3 separate regions of the Gossypium hirsutum genome follow, and regions 1 and 3 are each linked to region 2. A link is a contact called in public Hi-C data. All regions are on one chromosome and are shown on one strand. Each heading gives the region's core, a stretch centred on a gene start, on an enhancer-like site or on the middle of the called end of the contact. The rest is flanking DNA. Distances are from core to core; before and after follow the strand shown.

The links. A called contact is a pair of places that touch in the nucleus more often than the background predicts.
Region 1: a Hi-C map of leaf shows a contact between it and region 2, with 1.7 times the contacts expected there. The contact joins two enhancer-like sites. A contact is called at or near these places in 10 of 34 Hi-C or Micro-C datasets (anther, callus, hypocotyl and 3 more).
Region 3: a contact with region 2 is called in a Hi-C map of leaf, with 2.3 times the contacts expected there. The contact joins two enhancer-like sites. A contact is called at or near these places in 6 of 34 Hi-C or Micro-C datasets (callus, hypocotyl, leaf and 1 more).

The regions. Positions count from the first base shown.
Region 1 is chrD08:32,816,664-32,820,476 of Gossypium_hirsutum_v2.1, forward strand. No RefSeq gene overlaps it. Among protein-coding and RNA genes, the nearest start is that of TRNAL-UAG, 6.5 kb to the left of the region's middle. Within about 2 kb of position 1,343, at least 7 of the 9 cell types and tissues checked have an H3K27ac peak or open chromatin away from gene starts, as enhancers often do. A contact at or near this core is called in leaf, where this site is marked.
Region 2 is chrD08:33,016,009-33,019,952 of Gossypium_hirsutum_v2.1, forward strand. No RefSeq gene overlaps it. Among protein-coding and RNA genes, the nearest start is that of LOC121220532, 4.1 kb to the left of the region's middle. Within about 2 kb of position 1,778, at least 3 of the 9 cell types and tissues checked have an H3K27ac peak or open chromatin away from gene starts, as enhancers often do. A contact at or near this core is called in leaf, where this site is marked.
Region 3 is chrD08:32,872,353-32,875,918 of Gossypium_hirsutum_v2.1, forward strand. No RefSeq gene overlaps it. Among protein-coding and RNA genes, the nearest start is that of LOC121220539, 12 kb to the left of the region's middle. Within about 2 kb of position 1,694, at least 8 of the 9 cell types and tissues checked have an H3K27ac peak or open chromatin away from gene starts, as enhancers often do. A contact at or near this core is called in leaf, where this site is marked.

The DNA.
Region 1 (3,813 bases), core at 93-2,592, 200 kb before region 2:
GCGTTTTTGGAAAGGCGCCACTAATGCTCGGGGCTTTAGTGGCGTTTTTGAAAAGCGCCGCTAATGCTCGGGTCTTTAGCAGCGTTTTTGAATAAGCGTCGCTAATGCTCTATTTTTAGCAGCGTTTTTGAAAAAGCACCGCAAAAAATATTTTATCTGTCTATTTATTATTTAATTAGTTTATTTATATTAATTAAAATTCAAATTATTTTTAATTGAATATTCAAAATCTTCAAAAAAAATAATGACACGTAGAAATAATTTGAAATAAAAAACATAGAAAAATATTTGTTAAAAATGGAAAAATTAAAATACTGTTATTTAAAATAATTTTTAAGTTTTTTGGGTACATTACTGAGTGTTTTTTAATTTACATATTAAAAAATTTCTTATATAATCGTAAAAGAGATAGTATTAATTTTAAAATATTGAATTAATTATCACTATAGTTTAGGGTTTTTGGTTTAGGGTATATGATAAATTTAAGATTTAAGGCCGCTTTAGGAGTTAATAGTGTAAGGTTTAAGGAGTATGGATTTAGGGTTTATGCATTAGGGATTATAGTTTAAGGGTTGGGATTTAAGGTTTAGGGGTTAAGGGTTAAGGGTTAGGGGTTAGATTAGTTAGTTTTTTTAATTTATATATTAAATATGTTCTTATATAATTGTAAAAAAGATAATAATAAATTTACTATATTGAAATTAAATTATTTAAGAGATATATAATAGATAGACTTTATATGTATTAAATGGTTAATTTAGGGTTTAAGGTTAATGTTTACTTGAGATTTGTTAAATGATAAAATTTTATACAATTAATTAATGCTTTTATATTTAAAAATATTTAATCTAAACCATTTGATATATTTAAATATTAGTTTAATTAGAATTAATAAATAAGTTAAAAAAAGTAATAGATTGATATGGATTATAGGTAATTATTTAATTTAATAGGACCAGATTATAAGAAATAAAAATAAAATACAAAAATAAAAATGAAATAAAAAACTAAAATTTATAATTTTATCTAATTCTTATAAATATTACTTAAAAAATTTAAGAATTATTTATTTAAAATTTATATGAAAGATACAATAATTGAATATAAAAAATATGTGAGTTTTAGAGGCGTTTTTAGCAAAAAACACCGTTACTATATACAAACGGCGTCGTTTTGTTCAAAATAAAATAATTTTTTATGGCGTTTTTAGTTTAAAAAATAATTTAAGCAATAGCGGTGTTTGCCGCAAAAAATAATTTTAGTTTAAAAAAATGACACCATTTCCCCAAAAACAAAGCAAAACCGACATCGTTTCAAGAAAAGAAAAAGGGCGCCGTACCAAATCTATAGGTCAAACAACCCCCCTCTTATAGTTAAAAAGCTCTCATTTTTCAACCAAATCCAAACCCTAAACTACGCTTCTCCCAATTTCTTATTCATTTTGAGGTTTGAGCAGATCGATCAATTCCAGAGAAGTCACTCAAGGGCTGGGATTCCCTTCAACTCAATGCTCTTTTTTGATGATGAGGATAGGAACATACAAGCTGTAAGAACGAGTTTTCCTATCATCTCGAATTTCCTAATTTTTTTTGTTTTTGCTCTGCTCACTTGCTCGTATTTTATGACATTCCGACTCTTCATTTTTCTTGAAACACCCATGTCTAGCACTTGTATCCAGTACATATATGGATATGAATATGGTGGGAATTTGACCCTCCTAGATCTCTCCAAGCATATGAAAAACTTGGGAAATTTGAGCATGTGTTGGACAAATACCTGTTTAGGATATTCACATCTGAATCTGAGTAACATACTTAGTATTTCATGGAGTCGGATATTAGGATCTTACATGTTTATGCATTGTGGTTTTAAGGATCTTTTTACCTTTTCTTTGTTATGGTTATTGGTAAGGGTTGCCTTGGCATTATGCTTTGTTTCACTTAACAGTATTATCTAATGTTGGCCCTTGGTCATCGGTATCAGAAAGAAACCAAGATTGTTTTACAAATTATGCGGTGGAAACTTTTTGAAACCACATTCAGTATTATAAATTTAAAATGGTCTTATATGTATACCATCTTTGAATGTCGACTTCTACAGAATCCTATCTTATGATTCTCCCAGTGATGCAGGTTAGTTATTTTTCATCCATTCTTACGAAGAATGAATGAAAGCTGATTGTTTTTATTTTTATTTATAAGTGAGGGGGTGTCCAAGATGAAACTTAGTACTTAAATGTTAATCATGACTTAATTTTAACGGATGCTCGGTTGGCTATTATTTTTTATCTTTTTAATTTCTCTTTTGTTATGTCTACTGGACTTGCAGCAGCAATGCTACTATTGTGAAACTTAGTAGTTAAATTCAGTTATGGCCGGTCTAAAGGTTATGGCTTTGTAAAGTTTAGTGATGAAACTGAACAAATTCGTGCAATGACTGAAATGTATGGGATTTATTGTTCAACTAGGGCAATGCGGATTGGACCAGCTGCTAATAAGAAGCCTGTCACTGATCAGCAGTATCAGAAACATAGACTCTTGTGGTTTATTTCAAGTTATACTTTATCTTGATTGCCTTATGAAGTTTGTTTGGTTGTGTATAGTTTTTATTTGCAATGATTTATGCGTGAGTGCTTTGACTTGACAAGTTGACTGCTAGTTGGTTATTGTGTTTTTGTTTATTGGTTTTAATTTTCTGAGGTGGATCTGTTACAATCTTCTTAAAATTCAAGTTCTTTCAGTTATGCACTTGAAGATATGGCGAAATTTATACAAAGTCATTTCCTTCCAGTTTGCCTATGTAAACTTGGACGCTTTTAATTATATTAAAAGTTAAAACATGCACAAACTTATATAAAACTCATGTTTTCTTAAAGCAGGACATCAAGAGGCTCTCATTTTGGGGGGCCTGGAACTGATATCAGCTGAAATGATTCCACTTTAATCCGTGGCCTTATTGTGGATTAATTCTTTTTGATGCTTGCATACATATATGCACTCCTGTGTGTTTTATTCTATTTTTGTTCTAAGATCTATTAAATCTAACTTAATTTTCACGCATTCTGTTGTGCAAGTTGGAGGTCCATGGGATTTCTGCAAAGTCCAAGATCAATGAACCAAAACAGCAAAAATTACATATCTGGAATCGTGAAACGAAGGAATTTGAGTGAATTCGATATGTCAAAATTGGGTATTGGATTTGATGATGAGAAATCCGAAAGAAAAACATCAGAAAAGGCATTAGTTTTGTCTCAGATTAACGTTTGAAAAACAGAAATATGGATGTGCTGCTATTTGATTTCATAGAAAATAAGGAAACTACAAAAAGGCATGTTTTAGATTATTGCTCCTTTTGATTATTTATATTAGGAGAACTACATTTGTTCATTCATATGGAGGTTTTGCAGGCGCTGCTATGGCTATTATTTCATGCTTCACGGCTTGAAACTGAAATTGCAAACTTTGAATAATATGATCTTAATGGTGTAATTGTGAATTTCATTGAAAACTTTAATTTGTTAGAATTTGATCCTCTTAATTTGCAAAAATTGGAAATTTGATCCTATTTTTGGTGCATACGTGCACTTGAACAATTGGTTTTTGCTAATTTGTTTTGATCTCAGATAGTTTAAAACTCTTATTTACTTAATGGTGTAAGTCTGAATTTCATTGGAAACTTTAATTTATTAGACTTCCATCCTCTTATTTTATAAAAATTGAAAATTTAGTATGGTTTTTGGTGAATATATGAACTTGAATTGTTAATTTGTGCTAATTTGTTGTATTTAAAATGTTATAAAAATTGACAAGTTGG
Region 2 (3,944 bases), core at 528-3,027:
CTATCAAACCACCAAACACAACCCTACCACAAGCAATTAAAAGTAACAGATAATAATATTTAAGCATCATCCAAGCTTCTTATGCAATTTTCTAAAATGCTAAAATAATATCCTAAAATGCAACTAAATTCATTTAAGTACATATAATTGACCCAGTCTAATGACATGAATTACAACTTTTTTTTCAAGAGTTTTTTTTTTTTTTTTTGAATCTAACTCTTTTCAAAAGTTTTTTTTTGTGATAAAAAGATGCTAACGTCAAACTCAATTTATTGCACCATCTATTACAATATCATGAATCTCCTAGGGATAATCCATTTTAAAATAACAATTACAACTATTTTGAATAGCAAATTTACACATTCGCCACTTGGTTATTGCTCCGGTTTGCCCAATTAATTTTGACCGAGTCAAAATTATTAAAAGCCTTGCACGCATTCTTGACACAGCAACCTATAATAGTGATGTCCTGTTCCCTCTTATTGACTTTGTTGACCAGATTTGCACAGTCGGATTCAAAAATAACATTTGAAATATTAAGAATGGAAGGCATCTTCAGGCTCTCATCAAAAGCTTCCATCTCCGCCCAATCCGCACTCATCATCTTTTCTTTAAAACCACTGCTGCCCCCGATAACAAAACCTTTCGAATCTCTAGCTATGACACCAAACCCCACTCTTCCATTCAGGACCGCAGCGTCGAAGTTGATCTTTATATAACCATAAGGGGGCTTCATTCAAGTTTTGCTCACCGGGGTCGGAGGGATCACAGGTCTTTCATTCAGGTTGTAAATTCTAAACTCTTGACTAAGAGCCTTTGCCCTTTCCCAAACCACCCTCGCTTCATCGTCTTTACCATTAAAAACCAACTTATTTCTGTTATTCCAGCAGTTCCAGAGGAGAGTAAAAAAGTCCGCTGCAGCCTTAACGTCCAACTCTCTAAGGACATCTTCCAACCAGTCAATGCACCGGTCATAGCTCCCTTCGATCAGCCGATTATTAAGTCCCCCGAAAGTTAGAATTTCATGAGCCAAAGGGCAGTCTTTCAGTGCATGAATCAGCGTCTCCTCTCTGTTCTTGCACCTAGGGCAGATTTTAGAACAGTTCTAACGAATCCGAGAGATGTTATCATAAGTTGGAAGAATATTATGACCGACCCTCCAGCTGAAAACCCGAATCTTAAGAAGCATTTTTTAGTTTCCAAATGGTTCTCCAAAATGCTCTGTGAGGACCAAACCCTATCTTCTTGAGGGAAAGCCAAGAATAAGCCGACTTGAACTGTAAAAACCATGAGGATTATGACACCACGCCCTTCTGTCAGTAACACCATTGTGCAAATGGGTAAATTACAGATTTGATCCCCCAGTAAATTACCATAAAGTTCGATCACCTCATCTCTATTCCAATTCATGCGGTCGTGGTCCCACAGGTCTTGCGCTTTTCTTTCATTGTTGGTCAACAAAGACTGACAAATAGAATCACCATTAAGGCTTTCAAAACCCCAATTGTCCCTTCGAATATCAATTGTTTTTCCGTCCCCCACAAGCCAAACAAAACCCTCTTGAAGAGCTTCGGCGGCCTTAGTTATACTGGACCAAGTGTACGAGGGTTTGTCACAATCTTTTGGCCGAAAAACGTCCCCATCAGGAAAGTTCTTGGCACTAAGCACCTTGAAGCATAAAGTATCTATAAAATGCAAAAGTCTCCACACCTGTCTACCAAGAAGGGCCAAGTTGAAAAGGTGCAAGTCCCGGAAACCAATACCCCCCATACCTTGCGGGTGGCACATTCTATCCCACGCCATCATGGCCCTCCCACGGTTCTTCTCGTTACTCGTCCACCACATGAGACTCATCCTCGATTGTAGCTTTTCAATGATTCCTTTAGGCGCAAGGAAGACAGAAAAAGCATATGTCGGAATAGACTGGAGAATGGCTTTAATGAAGATCTCTTTCCCACCGTATGAAATGAGTCTTTTCGACCAACTCTTTATCCTACAGAACAACGGTTCATAATATTAGTAAAACCAATTGACTTCTTTTTACTAATTGGCAATGGTAAGCCTAGATAGCTATCGTGATTGTTAACCATACGCATCCCAAGAATGCTGCAAAAAAGTTGTCTTTTGAGAATGGAGTTTTCGGGCTAAACATAATCATAGATTTTTCCTTGTTTATATTCTGGCCCGAAACTTTAGTAAAATTCATTATAATTTTTAAAACTTCCTCTACATCCTTTTTTCTGTTACGGATAAAAAGGAGTGCGTCATCGATAAAAAAAATGATTAATGCTAGGGTCGTTAGTGCTAGCCCGAACTCCCCTTATCAAATTTTTATTTTGGGCCTGAATCATCAATCTCGAAAAAGCTTTCATGCAAAAAAGAGGGTTCCCCTGTCTAAGCCCCCGTTCCAGAACAATAGTCTCTAAAAGAATCGAATTGCATTTGACCACGTAGTGGACCAAATGAACACAACTCATAATTTGTTTTCACCCAAACATCTGCATAACCCATCCTTCTCATGACCTATTCAATAAAGTTCCATTCCACTCGGTTGTAAGCTTTGCTATCGGGGTTGATTACAAAGCCTTTGTTCGGCCCATTCTTTGCACTTAATTTATAGGTAATGTAACAACTCGCGGGCAATTAAAATGTTGTCATGGATCATTCGACTGGGAACAAACGCATTTTGATTCTGGCTTATGCAATTTGGAAGATTGTCCTTCAACCGATTTGCAAGAACTTTGGCTATGATTTTATAAATGACCCTGCAAAGACTTATAGGCCTAAAGTTAGACATGTCGATAGGCTCATTAATTTTTGGAATAAGAATAATAATCGTTTCATTTAGACTATCCACATTTCTGTTGCCTCTAAAACCTCATGCCACAGCTTAAAGACATCCGTTCCCACCACCTTCCAATTTTCCTCAAATAAGCACCCTGAGAGGCCGTCAATTTCGGGCGCTTTCCGAGGGTCCATTTGGTTGAAAGGTTCCACTATTTCTTTGTCCGTGAAATCCTTTGTTAGCCTTTCTTTCATGTTATCTGAAATACAATTATCAATGTAATCAAGATTAAGCACCTCATAAGGAGACAAAGTTGATTCAAATAAGTTGTGAAAATACTCCCTGGCAATCGCACAAATATCAGCGTTGTTGTCTTTCCAGCACCTATTCAAATCTTTCAGCCTTTCAATACTATTTTTCTTCCTTCTACTCGTATCCCTAACGTGGAAAAAATGAGTATTCCTATCTCCTTCTTTCAACCACTTAACCCTCGATCTTTGCGCACAATAGCTTTCTTCTTTGTCCAGCAGCTACCCAAGTTTCATGCGCATAGCTTTCAGCTTGCTACCATCGTACATCCTACCAGGACCATGAATGATATTGTTGATTTTTGCTTTTAAAATACCAATTTGGTTTCACATTTTCTTGTTACGACTGTACTGCCATTGACCAAGGGCTTAGCCCACTTTCTTAATCTTTCCCATAACGTCCAGCTCCTTATCACCCCATGCACTTTTAATAATGTTTTTCACAGCCTTCTCTTTTACCTAACAAACGTCGTATCTGAATCTAAGTCCGGGGTCTCTGGAGCACTCATTCGGCTTACGCCCCATGGTATCTAAAAAAATAGCATCGTGGTCCGACTTTGACTGACGCCCCATGGTATCGATGAACGGGAAGTTAGCAACAATGTTAGCCGAAATCATGAAACGGTCGAGCCTCTCATTAACAATCACATTCCCATTACGGATGTTAACCCATGCAAACCACCCTTTTTCCGTCTTTAAATCAACCAAAGAGAGTTCCTCAACTACCTCTCGAAAGTCATCCATTAATGCTCTCGGTTTCCTTCGACCACCCTCCTTTTTGCTTTGTTAAGAATGGCGTTGAAGTCACCACTGATAATCCAAGTTTTCTTAACAGAGCTTCCCACCCTTCT
Region 3 (3,566 bases), core at 444-2,943, 140 kb before region 2:
AATTAAATAATATAAATAGTATAAAATATGAAATTTAATTCAATAATATAAATAATAGACATAAATTTAAAAAAGTTTTTAAGGGTTGGGAAAAATGAAAGTTGAGGGTTTGTGAAAAAATAAATTTTTGATAGGAAAGTAAAAGTTTTACGGAGAAAGCAAAAGAAAAAAAGTTTTGAGAGTTTGAAGGAAGTAAAATTTTTTAGGAGAAATAAAAGATTTAGGGAGAAAATAAAAGAAAAAATTGTGGGTAATAAAAAATTTAGGAAAAATAAAAAGATTTGAGAAGAAAAAAATCGAATTAATTCAACTAAAATAATTCAAATTTTAATTTTTTTTTAATTTTTCAATCAAATCGAATTTTTCTACTAGCTGAAAATGAAAAGAAAAAACTGGGGCACGCTCTATTCTTTGAGTTTGTGATGTTAAGTACCTACTCTAGTTATAGACAAGTCAAAGCACGTTAACAACTCTATCTTCATCACTCATTTTCCCTAGTTGTAAGCATCCCATGGTGGGCATTATTTCTATCCCCCTAAATTTGTTAATGCCTTCCTTTTCAATTTAGGGACGAATATCGAGTATGTGAAATTTGTTTTATTCATGTTAAATTTAAAGTATTTTTAAAAAATTTAACTATTTATTTTATAAAAAAATCCTTTCAATCATTAAATATATTAACATAAATAATATTTTAGATTAATATAATATAGAAATCAAATTAATTAAAAAATTCGCATGTGTGATAAATATAATTATATTAATAAATCTAATCATAAACAAAATTTTAAAAGCATATAAAATTATGTTAATTTTATATCAATATAAAAGAATCCCGCATTATATCAATAGAGAAAGTATTGTATGAAACTGTGATTCTAAGTTATTTATATTCCTTTCTAATAGGAGAATGACAAAACAGATTTTTTCTCCTAATTTTCTGTTTTTTATTCCTGAAAAAATTTAAATTTAACTAAAAATGCTAAAAATAAGGAGGAAAAATATGATTTATCATTCTCCTATTAGAAAATAATAGGGATGGTGTGGAATCACAATTTCATACAATCCATTCTCTATATATCAATATATCAATTTTATCATATATATATATATATAAAGGTCATAATTAAAAATTTTAATTATTTAAAATTGTTTTAGAGAGTTTTTAACGAAGTGTTGGGGTTATACCTTGGCACAAATCCAAAGTACCTCGACCAAAGACTAACATTTAATCTAAGGTGGTGCTAATGTAAGTGAGGGTCGATCTCAAAATTAAGTAAAACTTTTAAAAATTATAATTCAATTTTAACTTTCTAAAAAAAAATTCCTTCTCACAGCCAGTTTAACCTTTGTATGAGAAAACAAAGGGCAGGGTACCCATGTAAAGTAGCCATGGTCCTCCTCAATCATTTGCAACAATTTTGTACTTAACGTTTTCCACCATTCAACTTCTTTAATATGTATACTTTTTTTTTCTAAGCATATCTCTTTCTTTCTTTTACCTTTTCTTTTCTTTTTCCTCTGTAATCTTTTACCATGCGTATGAAAACACTAGAGCCCCATTTTTTTGACCCACCTTCCCCATATTCAACGATGATATTATTAAAAACACATTGGCAAACCTTTGGTATAGGAACCCTATCCCTATCCTTTGCTTTTTGTGCTTTAAAGGTTTCAAGTCACCACTACATCAGTGGCTTTGCCCTTATCCCATCCTCGGTGGTCCTACTGTCTTTAGGCTACTTTGAGTCCCCACTCAGTTCCTTATTGTTTGAACTTCGAACCATTTTGCTTGATGAATCCAAAAACCCTTTTTTTTCATTTTTTCTTTTAACTTCTTTATCATGTTCAATTCGGACAGAATCAATGTCAATGTCAGAATCAAATTTGATTTTGAATAAATGTTAGAGTACTATGAAGCGTGAACACGAATACTTAATACGAGTACGATACGGACACTACAACACAGTAATTTTTAAAAAATGATAACACAAGTACGGTAAGATACGGCAATAATAAAATATTTTTATTATTTATATATATTCTTTATGTTCAAATATATTTTACTTATAAATATTAAATCGTTCAGAAAGAAAATATATTTTATTTAACTTGTCTTGTAAACAATATCTTATTTTATTTAATAAGAATTTAGGTCACACATATATTTATTAATTTTTAATTAAAATTAATTTTTAAAAAATATTTTAAATCTAATTTATATGGGTCTCACATATTTTTTTATTATACTTAATTTCACTATTTTTATACTACTATAATTTGTTTTTACTTTCTTACCCCATTATAAATTTATAACTATATAATACATTATTGTTTCAAAAAAAAAACTATATAATACATTAACTATTTTTTTATTCTTTCTTACGCAGACACTCATATCCCCTTTATTTTCTTCCCCATTTACCCCTTTTTTCCCTTCTCATTTACCGTCCTTACCTTTGCCGCTGTATTTCATTCTCTGCAAAAAAACCCCAGCATCATCATCTTCATATAAGCGAATCGGCTCCAAAGAAGACAGGTATGTTAAAAATCCCATAAATTATCACGATTAAATGTTAAAGTTCTTTTTATCAGTTTACTAAAGTTCTATTCTTGTATATGGGTTTTTTTTTCCGTTTCTGATTCAGGCCAAAGTAAAGCCCGGGAGTGTCCTTTTTTGACACGCTTCAAGGTGTGTCCGGTACATATCCGGCCGTGTCGGTGGCGTGTCCGTGTCGGACACCAGTACGACACTGGTACGAGGGGATTTTCCCCGTGTCGGTGCTTCCTAGGTTGACCATTTTCTGATCAGGAAAAAAGAAGAGGGTTTTGTGTAATGGGAAGCAATCAGTTTCTTGGGACTGATATCATCAATAACCCCATTTGGAGGAAAAATGGAGCACTGATGCTTCAACAACATCACAATTTTCTCGAGAAAGTATTTTACTCGCAGACTGCTAAGTTGAATGATAATTATAAGCACAAACAGTTAAATCGGTGGCAGCTGGTTGTTTAAAATTTGTGTGCAAAGCTGCTGAACTAGCAATAATGAAAACAAGCAGGTGATTTGACCGCTCAACAATCGTGGGATTTAGTCTAATTTGGGGTTTTTTTTATCAAAATATTAAAAAAAACCAAAATAATATAATTTTTTTTTATTTACCAAAATAATACAAAAAAAAGGCTGGTGCCTGTGGCAGAGGCGAAATTAACATGTTCGTATTTCAGTTCTTTGTTCGTATTTTTTTTCAAATTTTATTACTTTAAAAAATATATTATTTTCTAGTTTTATTATTTTATATTATTTTAGTACATTATGTTTAAAATGTATTCATTTAGTGTGTTTTTTATTAAAGTAATAAAATTCGGTAAAAAAATACGAATAAAGGGCCGAAATAAGTTTTTTTTTAAAATTTATTTAAAAAACACACTAAATGAATACATTTCAAACATAATGTACTAAAATAATGTAAAATAATAAAATTAGAAAATATCATATTTTTTAAAAGTAATAAAATCCGGGGAAAAAATACGAACAAAGGGCCGAAATAATGGTTTTTTTAAAA